2 separate regions of the Rattus norvegicus genome follow, and region 1 is linked to region 2. A link is a contact called in public Hi-C data. All regions are on one chromosome and are shown on one strand. Each heading gives the region's core, a stretch centred on a gene start, on an enhancer-like site or on the middle of the called end of the contact. The rest is flanking DNA. Distances are from core to core; before and after follow the strand shown. Region 1 holds the start of Armcx4 (armadillo repeat containing, X-linked 4). Region 2 has its middle 25 kb from the start of Hnrnph2.

Region 1 (7,146 bases), core at 3,212-5,711, 54 kb after region 2:
AAAAAAAAAACCCTGAATATCTGAAGCAATGATGCTTCAATCAAGATACTACTTGTAGTGCAGGAGAGATGGCTCAGCAGTACAGAGCAGTGGCAATTCTTCCAGAGGACCTAAGTTCAATCCCTGGCACCCACATGGCAGCTCACAGCTGTCTAATCCAACTCCATGTGATTTGACACCTTTACACAGACACACACGAAAGCAGAACACTAATGAACACAAAACAAAAAATAAACCACCTTAAAAGGTGCTACTTCTATTGTTTTGTTCATAAGTTGTAAATAATTTTATGCATGGTATAGTAAATGTTCTAAAAAGTTTTTTTTAACATAAGAGAGGGAGCCTGGAGAAATGGCTCATTACATAGTAGTTTTGGCTGCTCAATTTGCAACATCCACATGATGATTCCCAACCATAGTTAACTCCAATCTCAGGGGCTCCAGCACCCTCTTCGGGCTTCCACCAGGACCAGTTATGAACATGGAGCACAGTCATTCAGATAAAACACTCATGCACATAAAACAAGCAAGTAAATAAATAAAATTTAGGGTAAAAAATAGAATTACCTTATGATACAAAATTCCAACTATTGGGTGCATATTCCGCACATGCCCCAATGAAAATAGTATATAAAAGAACCTATGTCTATATTTGTGGCAGAACTACTCATAATAGTGAAGATATAAAATCAAGCTAAATACCCAGCAATGGAAATATAGATAAAAAGTGTGATAAACACTTGCCATGCATTATCCCTCAGTGATTGAAAAGGATCTGGTCAGTCAGTTGTCATAGCATGGACACACCTGAAAAACAGTGTTGTAATTCTAATACGCCAGCCATCTAAAGAAAAATATTACATGTTTTCATGTATTTGAGGAACTCTACAACTGGATTCATAGCAGTTGAGAGTAAAACAATATTTACCAGAGGCTGAGGCTCAAACAGATAGGACAGGGTTGGTCAAGGTAGACAGGTTGGTCAAGTGGTACAATGTTACAGTTAAACAGGAGGGATAGCAAACCCTGGTATGCTTGCAGAGTAGAGGAACTTCAGGTAACAATAAAGCACTGTGTATTTCATGTAGGTAAAAGAGAAGACTTAATCTCTTTGATTTATCAAAGAGGACTTCTTTGATAAGTGTTTAAGGTAGTGACTACACTAACTACCGATGCTGGGCAGTGTGGTGCAGACCTTCAGTCTCAGAACTTGGGAGGCAAATGAGAGCAGATCCTGTGTTTGAGGTCAGCCAGAAGCATATGGTAAGACTCTGTCTCAAAAAAAGAAAAAGCAAAACATTTGAGGATTTTCCTTCCAGATACTCAAACTTGCTAGGAATCCACACCACTTATAAGGTAGGAAGAGATACATGTATCAGTAAAACACAAATTCCAGTGAACAGATCTGACCACAAATGATCATTTCATATATGATACACCATCTTTGTAAGTTAGTTGGGGGAATAATGGACCATTTTTGTGAATGATGCTGAGGAGATGTGGGTGAACATACAATGATATGAATAGCATTTTCAGACAGGAAATGTAAGTGGTCAGTTAGCCTATGAAGTGGATAGGACAGGAGATAATAAATATAGATTGAGCGTGCCTGTAAATCCAGATAAGGAAGTTGAGGCAGAGGACTCCTGAATTTGAGGCTACCTTGACATACATAGTAGGAGCTTGTCATAAAGAGAAAAATAGAGCTAAGAATAGTAGTACAACCTGTAATTCCAACATTTGGAAGGCAGATCCAGGAGGATTGATGAGTTTGTGGTTAGCATGGTCTAAAGACTGAGATCTTGTTTCAAGAGAAATAAAAGAAAACAAATAAGGGAAAACTATTTATTTGTACTTATAAAAACAAATAGTAAATAATAGAATTAGTCCAATTATCCTCTCAGGATACAACATTTAACCCTTTTAAAAAAATCATTCACAATGTAAAAAAATTATCAAAATTTCTTAATCTCTCCCCTAGTGATAATTTTTTTTAAAAAAGTACTTATTTTTTTATAAGAATTGATTGGTGTTTTGCCTGCATATATGTCTGTGTAAGGGTGTCAGATCCCCAAGAACTGGAGTTACTGACAGTTAAAACCTACTATGTAGGTGCTGGGGGTTGAACCCAAGTCCTCTTGAAGAACAACAGCCAATGCTCTTAAACACTGAGCCATCTCTTCAGCCCCCAATAATTTTTAAACTTGTGTGTGTGTGCGTGCATGTGTGCGTGCGTGCGTGCATGTGTGTGTCTATGTGGAGGCATGCCATGTGTGTATGCATGCCCTCAGAAGCCGGTGGTGGGCAGCAGGTCTCCTGGAGCTGTGAGCCACATCATGTGGGTGCTGGAAACCAAACACAGGACCTCTGGGAGGGCAGTAAGTGCTCTTAACTGCTGAGCCATCTTTCTAGCCTGTTGCAAGATTTAAAAAACCCTTTAATAGTACTGCAAGAAATATCATACTTGGGTGTGGCAGTATATATCTATGTCATTCTCTAAGGATATGTTTACTAAATATCAAAGAGTAGAATTACCCCAGGAAAGAATTGTAGGCTGTTCTATTTATTTTTTTTTCTTTTTCTTTTTTTCGGAGCTGGGGACCGAACTCAGGGCCTTGTGCTTGCTAGGCAAGCGCTCTACCACTGAGCTAAATCCCCAACCCCGGCTGTTCTATTTATTGTTCAATAGATTTTGCCCAATTGCCCTTTATAAAAGGATTGAATTAAAATAGCCATCTCCAACAGAGTATAGGCATCTCCATAGTCCCACTAAATAGTCAATAATATTGAATTTATAAACTTTGATGCCATAGCTTAAACACAGTTGTTTTAATTTGCATGTTTTAAAAATCAAGCACTTTTATATGTTTACTGGACATTTGGATCTTTTGTTTCTCCTCTGTGAATAAATCTGTCTATATTTTTGGCACTTTTTTCTATTTGTTATTTTATTAATAATATGTACGGATATTTAAATTACAATCAGTTCTTTGGTATCTGAAGCTTATGCTTCTTTTAAAAGATGAACACAGATTTAAATTTTTATGTTAATCAATCGATGAATTATTTTCTTTGGTAGAGAAAGTACATTTTGAATTCTGGAAACCCATTAGTAATGTTTTCAAGTATTATGGCTTTCCTGGCTCACCTCCTGAAAGGACCTCCTTCACACAGGGCCCCTCACCAGGGAGGGCCTCAAGCTGGGGTGTCATATTTCAACATTCTAAGAAGGAGGGTGCCTGGACAGTTTATATTTGGAGTATGATTCCCCAGTGGAAACAGGTGGGTGCCTGGTGACTCTTCTGCATATTTTTGTTCCTGAATTCTGGGTTTTGTGAGGGTGGTGCACTGAAGTTATTAAGGAAGGCAGGGAGTAAAAAGACATTTCTTCTGGGGACCACTTGGAATCCTGGACCTTGTTCTTCCATTTCTAAGAGGGAAAGATCACTGATGGCCGAGCTGTTCCAACATGCCCATGGCTGCTGAAAAATGCTCAATGCTCAACCCTGACAGGGTGACCAACAGAAGAGAAATGGCACAACCTGGGGAGATGTCACCCATGCCACTGATAGGATGAAAATTCTACCTTAACGCTTAATGCCTCCTTTCTTTCTTTTTTTCTTTCTATTTTTCTTTCTATGTGGTAGCCATTGCTCCTTTTGTGGGTGTGGTGACATTGATGTAAAAATCCAAACAAACAAACAAACAAACAAACAAAAATGATTAATATCTTTGGATATTAACCTTTAAAGTCACTAGTTTGTAAAGTACTGGGTTCACTCGTTTTGGTCTTTAAAGTATCCAGAGTCTCCTGTGAAGAAGTACTCAGGCACCTGGTAGGCAAAGGTAAGTGCACTAAAACCTCAAAGGCTTTCAATTATTTCTGTAAAACTATCATGTTTTCAAATCTGAATGTCTTTCCAAAGATTAACTTGTCGATTGCATTAAAAGACGGTCTAGCTTTGTTTAGGAAAAAGAATGTATTTAAAATGTCAGCAATTACATCTGTTTTCAGCCCTCAAAAGCAGTTTATAGTAGTTAGAAAGCCCTTTTTTTTAAAGTGTCATAAAATTGTGTAAACGAACGAGTCTTTAAAATTTTTACAACCTGGACATTTTCATGGCTAATGAAAATGTCTTTACTGTATTTTCCCCTTACTGGGAGCGAAAATGATGTCAACAGAAAAGGGAATACAGACAAAGAAAGTAAAGGCTTTGATTGCATGGTTTTCCTTTTTCTCTAGCCGATTTGATGGTGGAATTGTTACTAAGGGAAGGCAGGTTGTATAGAGAGCCAGTGGGGAGCGTTAGTATTGTAGCCTAAGAGGAAAAGAAAGGATTCTTCAAAGATGCAGAAAAGGCTACAGCCGAGGCCTGAGAGTGGGTGGGGGTACAGACCCTTCCTAGTAACCGGAGACCGGTGAACTCCAACCGCTAGATGGTGATGACACTTGTGGGCTCTCAGATTGGAGAGCCCAGAGATGAGTGACAGGGCGGGGCGCGCTGGGACTTTGCGCACGGACGCGAGGAGGGGGTTGCCTGTGCGTACAGAAGGGGGTCCTGTTGACTGCCTTCCGACCAGTGGGGGGGTTGTGAGGAGGAGGGCGAGCGATGACGCGGGGCCCTCACGTGACCCGGAGCTGCAGAGCGACGCAGCCTTGGGTGCAGTCGTCACTCTCGTCTGGCCACCAACTCCCCGCTGCCCTGCGCGCGGCGGGCTGGCATCGGGCCCGGGGCGAGCAGAGCAGGTAAGGGCCCCCGGGCGGCTGCGCCGCGGCCCCGCTAGCTGCAGCCTTTTGATCCCGCAGAGCAATGGAGATGGATTGAGGAGGGGGATGTCCATGCTGGATCAAGTTCAAGGAGCCTTCCTCTCCGATTCTCCCGCGTCCCCCAGCCCCTAGCTGAATCGGTGCTGGGGAACCCCGTGCTTTGACAGGGCCGCTGGTAGGAAGAGTCTCTAGAGGGAAATACAGAGGGAAATGTCCATCCTCTTTAATTAACTCCATCAATGGGCGTCCGCACATGTCCGCGGGCTTCCTGCTCCTTTCAGAGGAGGGACGCGCGCGCCACCGTGGCATTTGCGGAGAAAATGGTGGGCCTTAGTGCCTGGACGGCGGGCTCGGTAGGGGTGGTGTCTCAGAAGGAGGGGAGGGACATTTGACAACCGGATTCCATAAAGGAGAGTGTTGAGATGTGTGGCCTTGGTGCTGGCCGAAGCACTCAGTGCCTTTACTCTTTCCTTTTGGACAATAGTTCGGTGTGGCTCTATTTGTGGTGAGGCGAGGGAAAAACGGAGACAGAGACAAGAGAACTGCACAGGATCTATGGAGGTTAGTGTGAGTACCAATACCGAACCATTGAAGTTCTGTATGAATTCTATGCAGCCACGTAGGCACTGTTAATATTTGTATGTGTGTATGTATATATATATTTGAGTATGTATATATATATTAGTATATATTGTATTTATATATAATTAGGATGTGGGGTGGGGCTAACCTAGGAACTTTACCTAAGCTTTGTTTCCTGAACAGGCTTCGGACTTTTCCCTTAAATTCTATGGTGAACACCAACAAAGACAAAACTTTGTTCTGGATTATTTTGATTTATTTCAGATGATATTAAAAATTCCAATTATTGTGTAAAAAGGACACTATTGTTGGATAGAGCCTTTGGGGGGATGGGATAATGATTTTGCAGAAGCGAAAGCCCTTCTCCATACCTTGTATCTTGCGCTGAGACTCCTAGAGATGGCTTTCAGGGGAAGCAGATGGCAGGCTCTGATTGAAGAATCCTGGGATCTGGGGCGTCCATCTCTTCCACCGTCCTCCAGTTTCCAGAGAGTCGTGTCTACCTGACCATCGTAATAAAGGAAATGGTGGACTTTTGAGGAAAGACCTAGAATCCTACAGGTGGTTTAAAAATAATTTTTCTCTTTTTCTCCCTTTTTACTTTTCCTCTTCCCCTCTCTATTTTATCCATTTCAGTGTAGATGAAGCCCTAGGTTACCACTGTATCTCTGAATCTCCAAAGGCAGGACCGAGGAACACAGATGTTTGGTGCTAGGCTGTCACAAGCACTCAGCGTTCACCCTCTCCTTTTTCTTTGTCTGTTCCCAGGGCTCCACATGTTTGAAGTAGGGCTTTTTACCCCTGAAAGAGGGGGAGACTGTTTTGGAACTGTGGAGGTTGGTATAAAGGTGGGTAGTGGCTGGGGATGACAAAAGAGGGTGGGTTGAGCTTGAAAGGACTCCAGTGGATGGCACTTCTGCCTTGTCTATATACGGTTGATTTGCACAATGCAATGCTGCCATACAACCTGTCCGTTTCAGTGCAGGAAACAGTGGGGATATTTGAGGTACGGTGGACTGGGCTGTGACAAAGAAGCCTTGAGATGGGATCTTAAGATAGGAATACAGTGTTAAAATGGTTCAGGACTCTGGCAATGCAAACATTGTAACCAAGAATTGAGGTGTTTGTTCTACTAAGCTCACAGCTCCCATGACTTCCTGTTTATCTATCTATGTGTCTATAGATCCTTCTGCATGTCTGCTTCAGAGGCTGAGATTCATGGAAGCAAGGAAGAAAAGAGGAAATTATCTCTGACCAGGATAACTGGTAAGAGGGAGGGACGTGCCTGCTATGTCTCTAATGTGGGTTAGTGGAGACCAGTGTGCATTCCAAAAGAGACAGTCAGGAGGGGCTTCTTATTCTGCTTTACGGCCATTTTTCTCACTATTCCTGATATTTACCCCAAACCTTTACCTTGATTCTGGTCTATGGAAAAGAGTGTTATAGCACCTAAGGAAATTGGACAAATTGAAAGGATAAATTGCTGATAATATGACTGCTCCATCAAGAACAAACTCCTCTCTGTGTCTCTCTTTGTCTTCATTTCTCTAGGTCTAAAGGTCTCATGACTCTATACTTTAGAGTGCGTCACCAAGCAAAAGAAGGATAGAAGTGGCAACTTCGTTCATTCCAGGTTCGTATGAGCGGGGACCTGTAATAATAATGATAACCATTATTACATAGGAGATCCCTTACAAATCTAGTCCTGAGACTTTCTGTCCCTCGTCCACTCACTATTAGCCTTCCTGCCATCCTTGACTCAATTCATTTGGCATATGAAAATGGCTGGGCATTGGG
Region 2 (7,277 bases), core at 2,703-5,202:
CACTACTACCTTTAGGCTGATAAATGAAAACTTATTGATAAATAAAAATTATATATGATTGTATACTAATTGTCATTCATAATTGCCCGAAACTGAAAAGAACCAAAATGTGGAGAAGCAAGTGTGAGCATAAAAATAATGGTGCATCCATTCAATGCAATTAAACGTAGGAAGAAAATACTGAGTTTTACATAGAGGATTGGCCTCTTAGCAGTGATGTGACTTACCAAAGTTTTGGAAATGTTCAGCTTGAGTCTTAGTAAAGATAGATTCTGACTTCACAGCAGTGTTGTTTATGTTGAATGGGAAGCCCTGGTAAATGTCTCTGAAGCCATCAGTCTGCTGAATCTACTCCATTGTTTTGTTGTTGTTGTTGGTGGTGGTTGGTTGGTGTTTTGTTTTGTTTTGTTGACACAAGGTTGCTGTGTATAGTTCTGGCTATCCTAGAACTCACTTTGGAGACCAGGCTGGCCTTCAACTAATAAAGATCAGCCTGCCTCTGTCTCCCAAGTGCTGGAATTAAAAGCATGCACCGCACCACTGTCCAGTTTAATGAAAGTTCTTTCTCTCTTTCTCTCTTTCTTTCTCTCTCTCTTTCTTTCTTTCTTTCTTTCTGCCTTCCCTTCTTTTTTTTTTTTTTCCCGGAGCTGGGGACCGAACCCAGGGCCTTGCGCTTCCTAGGCAAGCGCTCTACCACTGAGCTAAATCCCCAACCCCCCTTTCTTTCCTTCTTGACATGGTTTCTCTCTGTTACTCTTGCTGCCAAGAATTCATTCTATAGAGCAGGCTGGCCTCAAACTCAGAGATCTGCCTGCCTCTGCCTCCTGAGCGCTGGGATTAAAGGCCTGAGTCACCATTGCCCCTCAAATGCTTTTAAAGAATAACCTCAACTTGTTTACCTAGCATGCATGATACCCTAGGTCTGATTACCAGTATGTTAGTAAACAAACGAAATGATAAAAGAATGCGCTGTCCCGGTGTAGCTTAGTGGTAGAGCACATGCTTAGCATTTGTGTGATGACTTTGGTTCAGGCCACTGCACCAAATTAAAAAAATACTGTAATGTGAAATATTTTCTGAGTCGAATTCAAGCCTAAGTTAGTGTCTGCCCCTGTAGTCTAAAATACGTTAAACAAGTAGATTTAGCTGCCCACTGTTTTCAGTGACAAGATTAATCAGTATTTCTAAGCTTTGTCCTGGTGTATCCATTCAATCCATATTCTTCTTCACTCAGGTCATTTCTCAGGCAAGTGTGAGACTTGGCTGATTCCGGATATCAGTCACTGGGATGGGTTTATTGGAATTTTCTCATTTACTCACCATGACAGTCTAAGAAAATGGTACTTTATACATCCATGTGATACATGAGGAAGCCAGGGCTTAGGGAAATGAAATGCTATTCCTAAAAGTGATTTTAAAAGCCTTCTTATTGTATAGGAAACCATTATCAAGGAATAGTCAGGGAGTCCCTATTTGGTTCAGACTGTTCTAGAGGCAGGGAATAGCTGGTAGGAATGGTCGCAGTGGGGTTCCTGGCTAAGGTGGCTTATTGCTTGTGGCAATAAGTGAGAAAACATGCAAATTTAGAAGCAAATGTTTATGAGATACTTAACTGAAACAGGAGCATTGTCTTAGTTAGGGCTACTATTGCTCAGATGAAATATCATGACCAAAAACAAGGTGGAGAGGAAAAGGTATATTTGACTTACACATCCACAGCACTGTTCGTCATTGAAGAAAGGACAGGAACACAAACAGGGCGGGAACCTGGAGGCAGGAGTTGATGCAGATGCCTTGGAGGGATGCTGCTTACTGGCTTGCTCCACATGGCTTGCTCAGACTGCTTTCTTATAGCACCCAGGACCGCATGCCCAGAGATGGCACTACTCGCAATGGGCTGGGCACTTCCATATCAATCACTAATTAAGAAAATGTCCTACAGTCTTGCCTGCAGCCCAGTCTTACAGAGGCATTTTTATTATTGTTCTTTCAAAGACAGGATCTCACTCTGTAGCTCTGACTGTCCTTGAACTCACTACTTAGACCAGGCCGGCTTCAAACTCACACAGATCCTCCTTCCTCTGCCTCCTGAGTAATGGGATTAAAGTCTTGCACTACTATGCTTGGCTGGAGGCCTTTTCTTAACTGATGTTCCCTCCTCTTTGAAGGCTTTGGCTTGTGCTAAGGTGGCATAAAACTAGCCAGCACCAAAGCATCCGTTATAATGCCAATTTTGAAAGAGATTTAAGACAGTATAGTCAAGTCACTTTTTTATAAACTAGAGAAAAATATGCCCAGATGTCAACAGCAATTTCCTCTGGTTCATTTTTATCTCTCTGTACTCCTGTGTTTTCATAAATGGCTATAGAACACAGTGCTACTAAAAGATCAGAACAATACAACCTCTTAACAAAGCCAGGAAAAATGGTTATCTCAATATCTGCTTTAAAGGAATTCGCTATGTAAACTTTTCTAAGACCAGATAGAGGCAATTCCTCAACTGCTTATCAGTTGTTTGGGAAACACTTTGAACTTCTGGGAAGTATGATGTGTAAAGGAGAGAAAATAGGACGATCAAAACTCAATGCAGAACACACATTTTGAGAGACAAGTGCACGCTTAAACCTAGGTCATAATGATTTATTTGTGCTTGCTTCGCTGTGCCTTATGTTAGGAAGGGATAGCAACCCTCCCATTCTCCCAGTTTGGAGCCGGATAGCAACTTCGAAGTGGTAAGAAGTTCAAACCTGAGCATCCTAAACGAACAAGATATCCGTAAAGCATGGGAGAGAATACACATACACTGGATAGTACCTTTGGCTACCTACTATCATCATCATCTGAGGTATACAGAGGATGAAGGGGACAGAGCTGGGTCTTAGTCCCTCAGAGTCCTACCTCCAAAGAAGTCCCTAAGATGCTGCTGCCCGCAGTTGATAGTCAGCAATCCTTTTGTCAATGAGTTTTCCAGGATCTCATGAATATGATAGAATCCATGTTCAATACATGTTTTTCTTCTTTCTCAAACTATATTCCCTTTCTACTCCAACTGTGAGGGTGTTCACTTATAAGAAGTTCCTAGAGGGGACTTGCTTCATTTGTGGAAGATAAATCTTGTTCCACTCTGAGGTCCCCATACCTCACCCGGACGTGATACCTAGCACCTGGTCCAAAAGCTCATAAATCTTTGTGAAATGAATGAATAAATGGATGTGTATGTTGGTGGCTATTGGATCAAAGGGTCATTTACAGATTATGAGCTTTTGGTGATGGATTACTTCTTTGCTTAAGCTGAATGGTTTTTTTTTTAAAGATTTATTTATTTATTATATATAAGTACACTGTAGCTGTCTTCAGATACACCAGAAGAGGGCATTGGATCTCTTTACAGATGGTTGTGAGCCACCATGTGGTTGCTGGGAATTGAACTCATGACCTCTGGAAGAGCAGTCGGGTGCTCTTAACCGCTGAGCCATCTCTCCAGCCCCTGAATGGTTTTTAATTCCAGGAAAACACCTATACCATTCACTGCGGTGGAAGTGAGACAGAGAAGGGCTAGGCTATTTACACCGGTTTATTCAATAGACAGAAAAGCAAACGAAAGAGAAAAATGGTGACAGAGCCTACTGCTTTCGCGTCATACAACCGTCTGCCAAGAAATTAGTTCTCTCTTTTAAAAGCAAGTCAACAGTGAACTTTACAGGATGCTTCCCAGCCTCTCTCTATGGAAACAAGCCCTAGACCCGAGATGGACACAGAGCAGCCAGTTCTCTTTCCATGGAACCTTCTCTGGACAGACAACTCTGAGGTCAACTAAATAGCACAGCATAAAATACTTTCCAAAATGGTCAGCAAGGAGGGAAATAAATAGGCGCTGTGTTCAGCTTGACACTGTCTGCCATTTCTAGCCGGTAGAAATGAGTCATCTGGTAAAGTCTGGAGGAGAAAGAAAATCACAAGACATTTTATTTGCTGAGGTTTCTGCAATGTCTTAGTATATCTGTACAGGGTAAGATAGGCTAGGCCTGTCACTACAGCTTCATGATGGCACCATTCCTGTCTTCCATTTTGTAATAGAAGGAACAAATAACTGTCTCAGACTAACCACTCAGGACTGCTTATTTAGTAAAAATAGAAATCTGTCTACCGGGCATAGTAGTGCCTTCCTGTATTCCCTGTACTCAAGGGATAAACATAGGAAGATCAAGAATTTGAGGTCATCTTTGGCTATAGAAAGTTCCAGGACAACCTGAGTTACATGAAACTCTCTCTCTAAAAAATAACAACAACCACCACCAACAACAAAAATCCAGCCTCTCCCCCCCCCCAAAAAAAAAAGAGAAAGGAGGGAGGGGCTGTAAAGGGGTGATTCATGCCTTTAATTCCAGCACTATGGAAGAATAGACAAGCAGATCTCTGAGCTGGAGGACAGCTTGGTTTAGAACAAGTTCCAGGACAACCAGAGCTACATAGAAAGACCCAGTCTGGAAAAAAAGAGGGATGAGGGAGGGAAGGAGAGAGGGAGGAAGGAAGGAAAGAAGGGACTATGTTGTATGTACTGCCAAGCATGGCTGTGTAGGCTTGCAATCCCAGTGCTAGGAGAACAGAGGTAGGAGAGTAAGAAGTTCAAGGACATCTTTTATAAAGCTAGCGGTAGTAGTCATTAAAATAGCTATTTGATGTCAAATGGAGGAGGGTCAGATGCCAACAAAAATCATAGGTTCTTAACCACCCAGGAAAATAAAAGAACCGATCAAAATAAAGTGGCTTCTCATTAAACAGAGCATTTTTACTTATCTTGCTTCAGCCTTGGAAGTAGACATTATAATACTTGTGCTCTGAATAAGGACAGAGGGGAACCCTGCAGAAGGGGAAGAAAGGATTGTAGGAGCCAGAGGGCTGGAGGATAACACCAGGAGAGCATGGCCCACAGAATCAACTAAGCAGGGCTCATAGAGGCTCACAGAGACTGAAACAGAAATCATGGAGTCTGTATGGCTCTGCCTTAGGTCCTCTGTATACATGTTATGGTTGTGTCATTTGGTGTCCTTGTGGGACACCAAACAGTGGGAGTAGGGGTGTCTGTGACTCTTTTGTCTGCTTCTGGGACCCTTTCCCCCACTACTGGGCTGCCACAGCCAGCCTTGATGTGAGGGGATGTGCCTAGTCTTCTTTACTTATTCTATGTGTATGAGTACACTGTAACTGTCTTCACACACAGCAGAAGAGGGCCACCAAAGGTTGCTGGGAATTGAACTCAGAACCTCTGGAAGAACAGTCAGCTGGGGGGGAAGAGGGAAGGTGGGGGATACTGGGAGAAGGAAATGGAGAGAAAACTATGTTTGGGATGTATTGTAAAAGAGAAAAAATAATTTTTAAATTAAAAAAAAATGCCAGTGGTCCTGGTACAGTCCTTTAATCCCAGTACTGGAGAGGTGGAGTCAGGTGGATCTCTGAGTCTGAGGCCGGCCTCATCTCCAGAGCAATTCCAGGACAGCTGGGGCTATATGGAGAAATCCTTCTTGAAAAAGCAATAAATAAATAAATAGCTAGTTAAAGTTATTTACAATAAAATGATGAACAGGAAAAGAAAGAAGACTAAGAAAGGCTTGCGGCACGCGAGTCTTTAATTCTAGCACTCAGGAAGTAGGGGGAGGCAGACCTCTGTGAGTTCCAGGCCAGCCTGGGGTACATAGCAAGATTCTGTCTCAAAAACAAAACAAGAATGAAACCAAATGAAAATTAAGGGAGAACTTAAGTCAGTTTTTCAGGGTCAAGTGACTAGTATATGTCACAGCAGGAACTCGGATGAAAATCTTTCTGAGTCCAGAGAGCAGATTGTGTACAGAATTACCACAAAAAAAGAGGTCCCAGAATGCAAGTGAAAGAGAAGGCATAATGTTCTCTCCAGGAGTCATCCTTTGACCTTACTCCTCCTCCATCCTACTTCCTGCAATAAATGGCTTCCGCATTTTTATTGTGAGGACTATGTGAGCACTGGATTTTCAAGATCCCTGATGAAATCAGTGTCAGTGCCTGGTACGTTATCAACTCTTCTCCCACAAACATATGAGAAATAGAGGGACGGAGAAAAGAAAGATGGAAGCGACCAAGGGAAAGAGGAAAGAAGCCAACAAAAGCAGTTGACTGAGACGGATCGGATCTGATAATACCAAACACTCAGCAGGCTGAAGGGTCCCAAGTTCAAAGCCTGCCTCATCTAGAGTTAAGTAACCATGGCAACTTCGAAAAATTCTGTCTCAAGATGCAGAAACAAAAGCCAGGCATGATGGTGCACAAATATAATCTCAGCAATTGGAAGATGGGGACAAGAGGACCCCTCCTAGTTAATCTTCACCCCAGAAGAAACTGCTATTCTGATTACTTATAAAATAGTATTTAGGTGGAATAAAAAGTATGCATTTTTGTTTGAATGCACCAATTCACTCCTCGGGAGCCGGAGCTCAACCCGCTTTTTTTCTTAAAACGAAATTGTTTATTTTTCTACAGAGATTACTCCTCCCTAAAGGAAGATTTCGCCAAGGTGAGCTGAGCGGGATATTGTAAAGCAAACAGTTGCTGATGGAGTGAAATTCTGTCTCATATCTGGTATCTGAGAGTATCACAAGAACATATAACCTGCTCCAACTCTCATTCATGGAATTCAGCCTTGTGAATGCAAAGCAGGCATGTCTGTGGGGTTACCAGGTCAATGGGCGTGTCAGCCCTGTCATCAGCACCTCACTTAAGGATTCCATCCACTATAGCGCCTCAAAGAATGAGTCAGAGTGAAGGAGTGTTGCTGCAGTTATAAAGGGGAGATAAGAGGTAGTACACACTTCATCTTTAAATGGAGCAGTTTAGAGATAGGGATTCCTTTAGGACCCTTAGCATGGTTCTTATGAGATTCTCTGGCTTTTTGAGATACATTTCTCAAAGGTTTTAATTCATAAGTTTAAAGATCATGCAAAATTTAAAAATTAAGTCAAGTTTAAAAACAATAAAGCCAGTGTGGTGGTACAACACACCTTTAATCCCTACACTCAGGAGGCAGAGAGGCAGAGGCAGAGGCAGAGGCAGAGGCAGAGGCAGAGGCAGAGGCAGAGGCAGAGGCAGAGGCAGAGGCAGAGGCAGAGGCAGAGGCAGAGGCAGAGGCAGAGGCAGAGGCAGAGGCAGAGGAGAGGCAGAGAGGCAGAGAGGCAGAGAGGCAGAGAGGCAGAGAGGCAGAGAGGCAGAGAGGCAGAGAGGCAGAGAGGCAGAGAGGCAGAGACAGAGGC

What was found. Hi-C and Micro-C count contacts between places; a contact is called where the count stands out from the background.
Region 1: a Hi-C map of the A7r5 cell line shows a contact between it and region 2, with 2.5 times the contacts expected there. The contact joins the promoter of Armcx4 here to the enhancer-like site in region 2. A contact is called at or near these places in 3 of 12 Hi-C or Micro-C datasets (the A7r5 cell line, Schwann cells and psoas muscle).

Annotation. Positions count from the first base shown.
Region 1 is chrX:102,149,282-102,156,427 of GRCr8, forward strand. It overlaps Armcx4 (armadillo repeat containing, X-linked 4), which reads left to right and starts at 4,462. Exons shown (of 6, transcript XM_006257237.5): 1 at 4,462-4,746; 2 at 5,252-5,328; 3 at 6,118-6,197; 4 at 6,533-6,615; 5 at 6,901-6,982.
Region 2 is chrX:102,095,874-102,103,150 of GRCr8, forward strand. It overlaps the pseudogene Cox7b-ps2. Among named protein-coding and RNA genes, the nearest start is that of Hnrnph2, 25 kb to the left of the region's middle. Within about 2 kb of position 3,953, at least 5 of the 93 cell types and tissues checked have an H3K27ac peak or open chromatin away from gene starts, as enhancers often do. A contact at or near this core is called in the A7r5 cell line and Schwann cells, where this site is marked.